Regions from separate parts of the Mus musculus genome. Here region 1 is linked to region 2. Evidence: chromatin contacts called from public HiChIP or PLAC-seq data. All regions are on one chromosome and are shown on one strand. Each heading gives the region's core, a stretch centred on a gene start, on an enhancer-like site or on the middle of the called end of the contact. The rest is flanking DNA. Distances are from core to core; before and after follow the strand shown. Region 1 has its middle 16 kb from the start of Bmpr2. Region 2 holds the start of Nop58 (NOP58 ribonucleoprotein).

Evidence for each region. HiChIP or PLAC-seq counts read pairs in DNA pulled down with a chosen protein or histone mark.
Region 1: an H3K27ac HiChIP or PLAC-seq map of embryonic stem cells shows a contact between it and region 2, with 6 read pairs. The contact joins the enhancer-like site here to the promoter of Nop58 in region 2. A contact is called at or near these places in 4 of 39 promoter capture datasets (the 3T3-L1 cell line, hematopoietic stem and progenitor cells, macrophages and 1 more), 1 of 484 Hi-C or Micro-C datasets (B cells), 5 of 115 datasets of contacts at active chromatin or transcription factors (the SCID.adh cell line, embryonic stem cells and extraembryonic endoderm stem cells) and 3 of 9 other capture datasets (adipose tissue, liver and pancreatic islet).

Annotation. Positions count from the first base shown.
Region 1 is chr1:59,745,470-59,751,234 of GRCm38.p6, forward strand. No RefSeq gene overlaps it. Among named protein-coding and RNA genes, the nearest start is that of Bmpr2, 16 kb to the right of the region's middle. Within about 2 kb of position 3,977, at least 12 of the 459 cell types and tissues checked have an H3K27ac peak or open chromatin away from gene starts, as enhancers often do. A contact at or near this core is called in embryonic stem cells and stem cell-derived epiblast-like cells, where this site is marked.
Region 2 is chr1:59,683,378-59,689,419 of GRCm38.p6, forward strand. It overlaps Nop58 (NOP58 ribonucleoprotein), which reads left to right and starts at 1,629. Exons shown (of 15, transcript NM_018868.2): 1 at 1,629-1,849. The coding sequence starts at 1,805.

The sequences.
Region 1 (5,765 bases), core at 2,727-5,226, 64 kb after region 2:
TTTGTTTTTGTTTTTGTTTTTCGAGACAGGGTTTCTCTGTATAGCCCTAGCTGTCCTGGAGCTCACTTTGTAGGCCAGGTTGGCCTTGAACTCAGAAATCTGCCTGCCTCTGCCTCCCGAGTGCTAGGATTAAAGGCATGAGCTACAAACACCCCAGAAGAGGGCATCAGATCCCATTACAGATGGTTGTGAGCCACCATGTGGTTGCTGGGATTTGAACTCAGGACCTCTGGAAGAGCAGTCAGTGCTCTTAACCGCTGAGCCATCTCTCCAGCCCAACTTCTTTCTTTTTGTTTAGATTTATTTATTTATATTTTATGCACATGCATGTTTTCGCACCGTGGGCATATCTACTGCCTGCAGAGGCCAGAAGAGGTCATCAGATCCTCTGGAACTGGAGTTAGAGATCCTTGGGAGTCACCCTGTATGTTGGGAATCAAACATGGGTCTTCTGGAAGAGCAGCCAGTGCTCTTAACCAGTAACCCATCTTTCCAGCTCCCTGCCATGCCTGGTCTTTATGTGGGTGCTAGGGATCCAAAATCAGGTCTTCATGCTTATACAGAAAACACTTTGTCCACTGAGTCATCTCCCCAGTCTATTTAATAATAATAATAATAATAATAATAATTATTATTATTATTATTATTATTATTATATTTTGATGGTACCAAGGATTGTCCATGCTAGGCAAGAGCTCTACTGCTGAGCCACAGCCCTAGCCCTATTTTTTTTTAAAGATTTATGTATTATTATATCTTAAGTACACTGTAGCTGTCTTCAGACACACCAGAAGAGGGCATCAGATCTCATTACTGGTGGTTGTGAGCCACCATGTGGTTGCTGGGATTTGAACTCAGAGCTTTTGGGAGAGCAGTCAGTGCTCTTAACTGCTGTGCCATCTCCAGCCCCCTCCTACCTCCAGCCCTATTTTTATGACAACGAGATGACACATGCTCTGGATCACTCATGGAGACTCCAAAGCAAGAAAAAATAAAACAAAAAACAAAAATGACAAAACAAACAAAAAACCAGCCAACCAACCAACCAATCAATAAAAAATAATAATAAAAAAAAAGATATGGAGATGGTTTGTAATCTGCAAAACTTAAATAAGCTTTGCTTTGTTGGTTGATAAAACAAGTTCTAGATGTCCCTCTCCCTGGAACTATTCTAGGAGAACACCTTCCTACTGCTGAAGCAACATGTCTAAAAATGCTTGCTGACTTTCGAGGTGTAACCCAGTGAGCCAACAGCTTCGTTCAGAACTCTTGCCACTGGTTTTCCATTCTGATCTCACTAGTGTCCCTTTCCTGGGTTCTTTGACAGGGAGAGCAGCTGTAAGCTGTGGTAAATCCTCACCAGGGTTTCTCAGTTCCATCATCTTGGCTGCAGTAATAGTTGCATGAGATTGAATGATGAAGTCATGGGGTGAGAACTCTTTGAGAAGACATTGAAGCAAGTTGGCTCAGAGTGCTTGGTAACTATATGATAAGGAATTCTCTTACCACAGTTTTGTCTCTTACTCAGCACACTGCTAGAAGGGTTTAAGAAGGGAGTAGAGCCGGGCATAGTAGTGCATGCCTTTATTCCCAGCACTTGGGAGGCAGAGGCAGGCGGATTTCTGAGTTCGAGGCCAGCCTGGTCTACAAAGCGAGTTCCAGGACAGCCAGGGCTATACAGAGAAACCCTGTCTGGAAAAACCAAAAAAAAAAAAAAAGGAGTAGAAAGGTCACAGGGAATCACAACAAAGTCTAGAACCCACTTTGAGTTCTAAAGTTAAGATTTTGTTTGTTAATCTTTGTATCTGTGTTCCTAGTTTATATCTTAAAACAACATAAGGACTTGGGCATTGTTCTCAATGAACTAAATTGTTTATAAATATACTGATAATGTCAGACAAAGGACCTTGGGAAAGAAGTGGCCAGTTTTATCATCTTGGTTTCAAACTGTCTCTAAGTTTAATGTAGGAATGAGAGGAGCTGCTGCTGTTTTGAAACTCCTGCCCTTCTTAGGGATGGCTTTTGATAATTTTATTGTTAATAATAAAATGCTTCCCATTTACACTTTTGTTCAGTTTATTACTTTATTTTTATTTTATTTATGTATTAGTGCTCTATCTACATGTATGCTTGCATACCAGAAGAGGGCATCAGATCCCATTACCGATGCTTGTGAGCCAGCATGTGGTTGCTGGGAATTGAACTCAGGACCTCTGGAAGAGCAGTCGGTGCTTTTAACTACTGACGTCTCTCTCTGGTCCCTTTACTTACTTTTTTTTTTTTTTAAAGATTTATTTATTTATTATATGTAAGTACATTGTAGCTGTCTTCAAACACTCCAGAAGAGGGAGTCAGATCTCGTTACGGATGGTTGTGAGCCACCATGTGGTTGCTGGGATTTGAACTCTGGACCTTCGGAAGAGCAGTCGGGTGCTCTAACCCTCTGAGCCATCTCACCAGCCCTACTTACTTTTTAAATATTCTTTTTAGATATTTTAAAATTAATCTCGTGTGTTTGAGAGGGTGTGTATATATGTCACAACATGCAAATAAATGAAAGTTGTTGGGAAGTTGTGGAAGTCAGTTTCCGCTTTACACCCCATGCTTTCCCAGGATCAAATTCAGGTCATCAAATTGAGTGGCAAGTGCCATCTTGCTAAGCCATCTGGCTGGCCGCCATTAACCTTTTTTTGTTTGTTTGGAGACAGGATCTCTCTGTATAGCCCTGGCTAGCCTGGAACTTACTATGTAGACCAGGCTGGCTTGGAACTCACAATGCTAGGATTACATGTGTGCACCCCATCATGCCCAGTCCAACAGAATGGTTTTTAGTATACTCATAGAGTTGTTGGATTGCCATTACAACCAATTTTAGAAAGTGTAGAGTATTTTCTTCACCCAAAAAGAAATACCACGTTGAGGATCAACTTCAGGGCCTTGCATACGCTAGGAGCTATGTTCCAACTCTTGAGATTCTGAGTTGGGGGAAGGTCTCACTATATAGTCCAGGGTTGCCTCAAGATTATAATTCTCCTGTTGAAGGATATTTGATCATACTGTTAACCCCAGGATTACATTATTTAGTGAAAAAAAAAAACTGTTTCTAGTTGTGGTGTGGCTCAGCCCTTAACACATACCTTTAATCCGTTTGGCTGGAATATAAGCATGCCCTTAGAATATACCCTTAATCCCAAACAATGAAGGTAAGGTTAGTTAGTAGAAAGAAGCACCTGTGTTTGAAAGTGATGTCTAATTGAGTGACAAACAAAGTAATGCATTATATGACAATTACATCAGGCGAATAAAAACTATAAAAATATGTAATTGTCCTGTTTCAGCTTTCCAACTGCTGGTACTCCAGCTCGTGTCCCGCAGCAACAAGACACTCTTTAGTCAACAGCAGTCATGCCTCTTTACTACCAACTCCCACAACTGCCTTCCAACTCCAGGCAATCACTAGCACAATCTGTAGGTGTCAAAGAACCTTTTCCCTCCTCTCAGATACAATTAAGGACTACAGATAGACTAGCAACCAATAAACTACCAATAGACCAGCAGAAAGACGTACAACTCAATAACCCAAGGAGATGTAGAGGTTTGTACATTCTCCTCATTTGGAGAAGGAAGCAGAAGACATAAGGAAGTTTAGAGGAAGAGTAAGACATTTTCAGAGGAGACAAAGGGGCCTTCAGGGCAAACATTCACTCAGGAAAAAGTTAGACTGGCCTCAAGCTATGACGTCAACTTTGCTTCCTCCCCCTGATAGTATCAGATTCCTCAGCTGATGAGCACAAGGGGAGAGTCTGATATGGTGCTGCTGTGTGCTGCAGGAGGCCAAGGCAGCAGGATAGTGAGTTTGAGGCCAGCCTGTATTACAAAGTGAAACTTATTTCTGTGGTGTACATCTTTAGTCTTGGAGAGTACTCTGGAGGCAGAGTCAGGTGGATCTTAAGTTCGAGGCCAGCCTGGTCTACAGAGCTTGTTCCAAGCCAGTAAGGGCTACAGAGAAACCCTGTCTCAGCCCAACATGGTAGTGCATGCCTTTAATTCCGGCATTTGGGAAGCAAAAGTGGGTAGATAGATCTCTTTGAGTTCAAAGCCAGCCTACTCTACAGAGTGAGTTCCAGGACAGTGGGATGGGGCTGTGACACAGAGAAACCCTGTTTTGAAAAACCAAAAACCAAACCAAACCAAAAACCAAAGATACAGTTTGAGCAGGGCATGGTAGTGTATACCTTATACCTGTAGTCCCAGCCTCATAAGAGGCTGAGGTAGGAGGACTGTTTGAGCCTAGGAGTTCCAAGGATAGAGTGGGCAACAGAGAGAGACCCTGAATTTTTTTTTAAAGATTTATTTTATTATTTTATCTAAGTACACTGTTGCTGTCTTCAGATGCACCAGAAGAGGGCGTCAAATCCCATGACAGATGGTTGTGAGCCACCGTGTGGTTGCTGGGATTTGAGCTTGTGACCTTCAGAAGAGCAGTCAGTGCTCTTAACTGCTGAGTCATCTCTCCAGCCCCTGAATTTTTATTTTTATTTGGTTTTTCGAGACAGGGTTTCTCTGTGTAGCCTTGGCTGTCCTGCTGTAGACCAGGCTGGCCTCGAACTCAGAAATCCACCTGCCTCTGCCTCCCGAGTGCTGGGATCAAAGGCGTGCGCCACCACGCCCGGCTGAATGTTTATTTTTAAAGTGTGTGTGTGTGTGTGTGTGTGTGTGTGTGTGTGTGTGTGTGTGTGTGTGTGTGTGTGTGTGTAAAACTTTGGGAAGGGATTTGCTATGTTCATAGAACTGTAAGAGACTCAGGGAGTCTGGGAATGTAGCTCAGTGGCAGAGAACTTGCCTAGCATGTGCTCAATCCCAGAACCAAACAAGGAAGAGATTCAGTGTTTCTGGACACTGAGAGTAAATGCAAGGGATAAGGACAGCAACACTTAAGTAGATAAGCAGTGGACAGTGACCTGTAACATGATCACTAACCCTTTAACTAGAAGACTGCTTCCTGACCGGGTCACTCAGGTTCCCTTTGCTTGCATCTTTTATTATTATTATTATTATTATTATTATTATTATTATTATTATTATTATTAAAGTTTTGTGTCCAGGAAGGAAAAAAAAATCATTATAGAGAGATGTAGGAAGGCAAGAAAATGGCAAATGAGATTTCCTACAGATGTTTTACATAAAACCTTGGCACTCAGCACATCTGAGTAAAGCTGAGCTACGAAGTCATTTGTGTAGTTTGAAATTGCTACATTTTTCTAAAGATATCTATCTATCTATGTATCTATGTATCTATGTATCTATGTATCTATGTATCTATGTATCTATGTATCTATCTATCTATCTATCTATCTATCTATCTATTTATTTGGTTTTTTGAGACAGGGTTTCTCTGTGTAGCCCTGGTTGTCTTGAAACTCACTCTGTAGACCAGGCTAGCCTCAAGCTCAGAAATCTGCCTGCCTCTGCCTCCCAAGTGCTGGGATTAAAGGCATGTGCCACCACTGCCTGGCTAAGATATTTATTTTTAGTATCTGGAAAAATTATTGTGTGACATTTGAGAGAGGGAAGAAAAGAACCCTGAATTCTATAGTTTCACTTTTTATTCCATGTTTTCAAAAGAATAAGTGCCTTAAGTTTAAGTGTGTTTGGTTTGTTTGTTTGTTTGTTTGTTTGTTTTGACAGGGTCTCACTATGTAACTCTAGCTGGCTTGGAACTTGCATTGAATTCCAGGCTAGCCTAAGATTCACCTGTCATATAG
Region 2 (6,042 bases), core at 379-2,878:
AGCATGAACTGCAGGTAGAACTCTCCAGGAAATGATATTTGTATTAAGTACACAAGACATTAAATAGTTGGAGTTAAATATATGAAGAGACATGTGCTTCTGGCTCATCCATCTGGCTCTATGTTCTTTTCCCAAATCAAGCTATTATGGTGCTATCTCTGCCCCATTGTACTGTTGTTCTCTTCTTCTATTGCTTTCTCTTGTCTCCCTAAATATGGTAAATGTAACTGTAGCTATAATCAATTCTGCTCTTGCCTGCAGCCCTAGGAATCCCCTTGTATTCCCCATATGTCCATCTTTTCTGCTGTCCAAACAAGGATACTCTTTCCTCTTCATTCATACTGTAAAAGTGTTACAGAACGTCAAGTTGGTTAATCTTCCACAGTTTTCTGTAGATCCAAAATTAATGTTTAGAACTAGGCAACTAGGAACGTTCTACAGCTATTGGAAGCTAGATTTGTGAAGAACTGGGGTATTTAAATCTTGTCATTGAAAGTACATAGCCACACAGATATATCTAATCTTAGCACTCTGAAGGCTGAGGCAGGAGGACAATGATTCAAGGCCAACCTGGTCTAGATACTGAGGTCCTTTTTCAAAAAGCCAAAGCAAGGCTAGGGATATGGCTCAGTTAGTAGAGTGCTTGCCTACCATGTATGGAACCCAACCTTTGGTTCCATCCCCAGCACCAATAAAGTTGGTGTGGTGGCATATGCCTGTAACCTCACTACTGTGGAGGTGGGGGTGGGAGGACCTCTATGACTCAAACTTCTCTGGTCTACCTAGTTACAAGAGATAGTTACAAGGCTACATGGAGACCTTGTCTCAAACAAACAAATTGTTTTTGAGCAAGGTCATTCTCTACTTCCTACTGAGTTTGAGGCTAGTCTAAGATACATAAGACTTTGTTTTAAAGTAAATCCAGCCACTGAGGCTGAAAGTTTCCATAAAAGAAATTACATTGAGACATACATAAATTCATACCTTGGAATCATTTTAAACACAACCCTTCCCGCCTCCGAAAATATCTATATTTATAGCTATAAAAGAAATCTTTGCTAAAAACCTGTTTGACCAGAGAAGAACCACCAGGAAATGTTGCTGGTTATAAAAGTTTGCTTCCCTTGCAGAGGACCTGGTTGGGTTCCCAGCACCAACGTGACGGCTTACAATTGCCTACAACTCCGGTTCCAGGTCAGATCCCGTGGAACTCACTGATGGGACCCGAGTGCACGTCCTCATCAAGAAAAAGTGTTCTGTGTTGTTTTAAAATAAAATGTCCTTTACATGGCGGGGCGGGGCATAGCATAATGTGTTGTAAATCGTTTTGTGTGCTGTAAATTATACACATGTAATTTATATATTATATATAATACAAAATATAATGTACACAGAACTTTTTCTTCTTTACATGACCTAATAAACTGACAGCTTCCAGCCACAGTCCAAAACTTAAAAAAAAAAAAAAAAAAAAAGTCTCGCGATATTTTAAGGCCGTCTCTTTCCGGATTCTACTGTGGGCGGGAAAAACCCGGAAATGATCTCACGCTCTGCGGCATTGAGCGACCAGAAGTGACGTTACTTCCCAGAATTCTTAGAGAAGGAGACTCGCATATTTGCTGCTCCACGAGGAGAGGTGTGGAGCGGCTGAGCAACGTGGTCTGTTCGTCCGCGGGGAGGCGACGGCGTTTGCGCTCCCCCGCGTCCAAGGCCTAGCGGGTCTTCAGCGACTGAAAGGTAGTCATTTGCAGTGGCGTAAGGGCTCGCGGCTAGCCGCGTAGCGCCGCCCTGACCTGGTCTCATCATGTTGGTCCTGTTTGAAACGTCCGTTGGCTACGCCATCTTTAAGGTAGGTGAGATGGAGTTGTTGAGCTAAGAGGCTTATGTGGGACAGAGAGCTGGGTAAGATTTAAGGAGAGACGAACAACGGAACACATTTTAGTGTCTTCAAGTCCCCGGGCTCCGAAAAGATGTGAAAAATCAAGAGCCCGCTGGTTCAGGTGAACACGTGGCTTCTCCGAATTTAGGGCGACCTCTGCTTTACTCAGTTTAAAAAATGGGCAGGACCCTTTTTTACAAGTGACAATAAAGCGTTCATTTAATCACCTGAGGCTTTGTACATGTTAGATCAGCGCCCTGTCACCTAGTTACACCTCCAATCCAAGATCGGTTTAATGTTTATCTAATTTATGTATATGAGTACCCTATAGCTGTCAACAGACACACCAGAAGAGGGCTACAGATCCCATTACAGATGGTTGTGAGCCACCATGTGGTTGCTGGGATTTGAACTAGGACTTCTGGAGGAGCAGTCAGTGCTCTTAACCGCCGAGTTATCGCTCCAGCCTCAGATATTTATTTTGGGCTTTTCCAGATAGGGTTTCACTGTGCTGCTCAGGCTTTCCAGGAATTCCCTCTGTAGACCTGGCTAGCCTTGAACTCAGAGATCCACCTACCTCTGCGTCCTGAGTACTGGGATTAAAGGTGTGCATCATCACCGCCAGACTCTATTTACTTTTGAGGCAGGCTTTCCCTATGTAGGCTTGGCTGGCCCCTAACATTTCATTTATATTTAACTAGATTAAAGCTGGGGTCCAAGATCAGGGTCCTTCCAGGCATGATTGGAAGGTTTTGAGTAGTGAGTGGCTTTGTTTTTCCAAGACAGTTGTTCTCTGTGTAGTTCTGGCTGTCCTGGAACTCACTCTTTAGACCAGGCTGGCCTCGAACCCAGAAATCCGCCTGCCTCAGCCTCCCAAGTGCTGGGATTAAAGGCGTGGGCCACCACCGCCCAGCTATAGTTTGTTTTCTTTAAAGATTATTTTACTATGTGATGATAACAGGAGGAGGAGGAAGGTATACTGTGCTTTAATGTAGACAACATGAATGTTGTTAGGTCTCAGGACAAATGCTGAGGTGCTTATTATCATGGCAAGGCTGACTGGGCTGTACATTCTTCAGCCCAGAAACTGAGCTGGAACCCTTTCCCCAGCTTCATTGATTCCTGTATAACCAAGCCAGCTATACAGCTTTCTCTTGGTCTTCTGTTTTCTGTTGCTCTCTTCTTTCATGTCCCTGCTTTCAGGACACTTCTAGATGCCTCTGGCTGTATTCTTCCCCTGGTATCTATAATGAAACCTCTCGTGCCTAGGACTGTCATGTCCTTTTTTTAAAATTATTCAGTGAGTCTGCTTGAATACAGAAATTTGGACTGCAAGCAGTAGGATTGAAGGGGGTTTTTGTTTTAAGTAAGACATGGAGTTGTTGGGGACATGGTATTCACCATTTCCAGTTTGGTCTATGTGAGGCTTGCTCATGAGCTATCCTGATGTAATTGTGTAAACCAGGGAGTTCATAATTACCAGCATGAAAGTTAGGGGAGAAGTCTAGATGGCTTCTATTAACTTGAGTGTCCCTTATTTAAATACGGAAAGGTTTTTGGTCTTTTTGTTGTTTGCTTTTTCTTATTTTATGTGCATTGGTGTTTTTCCTGCATGTGTCTCTGAGCTGTCAGACCTTGGAGTTACAGATAATTGTGAGCTGCCATGGGGGTGCTGAGATTTGAACCCAGGTCTCTGGAAGAGCAGTTGGTGCTTTTAGTCACTGAGCTATTTCTCAGTATAAGAAATAGCTTACAAGTTTATTAGTACAGAGTTGGTCTAACAGTGGCATCTTCCTACAATGAGATGCTATTGAGCTGTGGGGAACAATGAGGTAGAGTAAGTATGCTATGTGCTAAACATTCTATTTATTTACTTATTAGGTCATATTACATGTAGTATTCAGTGATTTTTTGTGATAAATATGCTGTGTTACTACTCTATTGGAAAGTTTTGAGTATTATGGTGAAGTTTTCAGTTTATAATTATTTGGTATTTAGCAATCCCTTACCTAGAAATAGGCATGTTCTAGACCTAGTGCTAGTGATTGCAGTTTGTGAGAAGGGAATTGTATACTTTCTGTAGGTGAAGAATTTTTTTTTTGTGAATCCCTCCAAAAATTAGATAATACTAGTTGCTGCCTTCTTTTTCCATGATCTTTCAAAATGCTAGAATATAAATTAGATTTTGAGAGAAAGCCCTGTTGGCACAGACTAATGCCTGTACTAATGAATTATAATTCCTGGAAGGGAAGACAAGAATCCTGACCAAAAGTTCCAGTTATGCAAGTAACTTAATGAGATCGTGTCACAAAATAAAAGTTAAAAAGAGGGCTAGGGATAGAGCTCATAGTAAAACACTTGCCTGGCATGTGTGGCCCTAGGTTCAAATTCCAGACATTCCAAATATCTTCAGTTACATTGACTACTTCCTCATGCTTGGGTTAGGCAGTGAGTGTTCCAACTACTGCTTAGACTGCTGCCTACTTGCAGTGTACTATGTCTTCAGGTTGTGAGCCACCATGTGGTTGCTGGGAATTGAACTCAGGACCTCTGCCTCTGAAGAGCAGTCAGTGCTCTTACCACTAGCCCCAAATTAATAATTTTTTTAAAAATTAGACAACTATAAAAACTTTATTTTTATTTATTTATTTATTTATTTTTGGTTTTTGAAACAGGGTTTCTCTGGATAGCCCTGGCTGTCTAGGAACTCACTTTGTAGACCAGGCTGGCCTCGAACTCAGAAATCCACTTGCCTCTGCCTCCCAAATGCTGGGATTAAAGGTGTGTGTCACCGCACACCTGGCCGAAAACTTTATTTTGTTCAAACTGTTGTTACTAGAAACAATATAAGGATATATGGTAGCATGATTGGGTATAGCCAAAGTTTTGTTTGCTCTACACATTTTCTAAATATTTGGATAACTATTAATCATCATGCTTTTATTACATTTTCTTTGTTGCTTTAACTTTAGTTTTAAGAATGATGATAATTTGGCGCTAAAGAGATGGCTTAGTGGCTAAGAGCACTTGTTCTTGCAGAGGACCCAGCTTCCTGACACCCAGTCACATGGTGCCTCACAACTATTTGTACCTCCAGTTCTAGGGGACACTCTTGACCTCCAACAGCAGGCATGCAAGTGGTACACATACATGAATTCAGGCAAACACATTCATATAAAATAAAGCGAATGGTGGTAAAAATAAACCTTCCAAATACGACAGTTCTGTTAATCTGTTATCTTCTAATATTTTCTTTTTAAATAGAAGAAAATGTGAATTTTTCAAGAGTTACTCTCAATTTTTTTCTTGACAGTTGGTGAGCAATGAGTCTCAGAACAATTAGAAATTGAGACTTTTGTGTGGGTAAGATAACTTCTAATATATACTCATGGGTCTATATCATATACAAAATAAAATAACTAATTCAACTGGTGTATGCTATACAGTACAAGTTGTAGCTTACAATTTTTGACACCAGCACTGTTTTGTAATTGGTAGCTCTATTGCTTGATTTCTTCAGTCTTTCAAGTTTGTTTGATTAAAATTAAACTCTGAGGCTAGAGAGATAGCTCAGCCCTTAGGAGTCCTGGTTGTTCTTTCAGAGAACCTAGATTAAGTCTCAACACCTACGTTCAGCTCACAACCCTCTGTAATAACCTTTCAGGGAACCCATCTCCTCTGGCAACTGGTGCACAGACATGCAGGCAAAACACCCATGTACATAAGATAAAAGCATAGAGATAAAAGTTAATTGATATATATATATATATATATATACACACACACACACACATATATACACACACACATATGAGAGAATGAAATATATATCTGGTGCTGACCTCATTTGCTGCATAGTCAAGGATAACCCATAAATGTTAATATGTAACTGTTCTGTGATCTAGACCTGACAATTACCGGCTATTTTGTCAAAAAAAGTATGTGCATAATTGTATAGTGCATTGTGTCATAGTTAGCATGCTTTATTATAATGCTGATTATATTAACCTGTCATTAATTGTAAAATATCCCTATTTGAGGGGTGTTTGGTATAGAGAGTGTAGATTTGAGGATTGGCTTGATTTATCATACAGAAAATTGGTGTTGAAATGAATCTTTAATTTACTCTTTTGGATTTACTCTTTTGGTTTTTTGAGACAGGA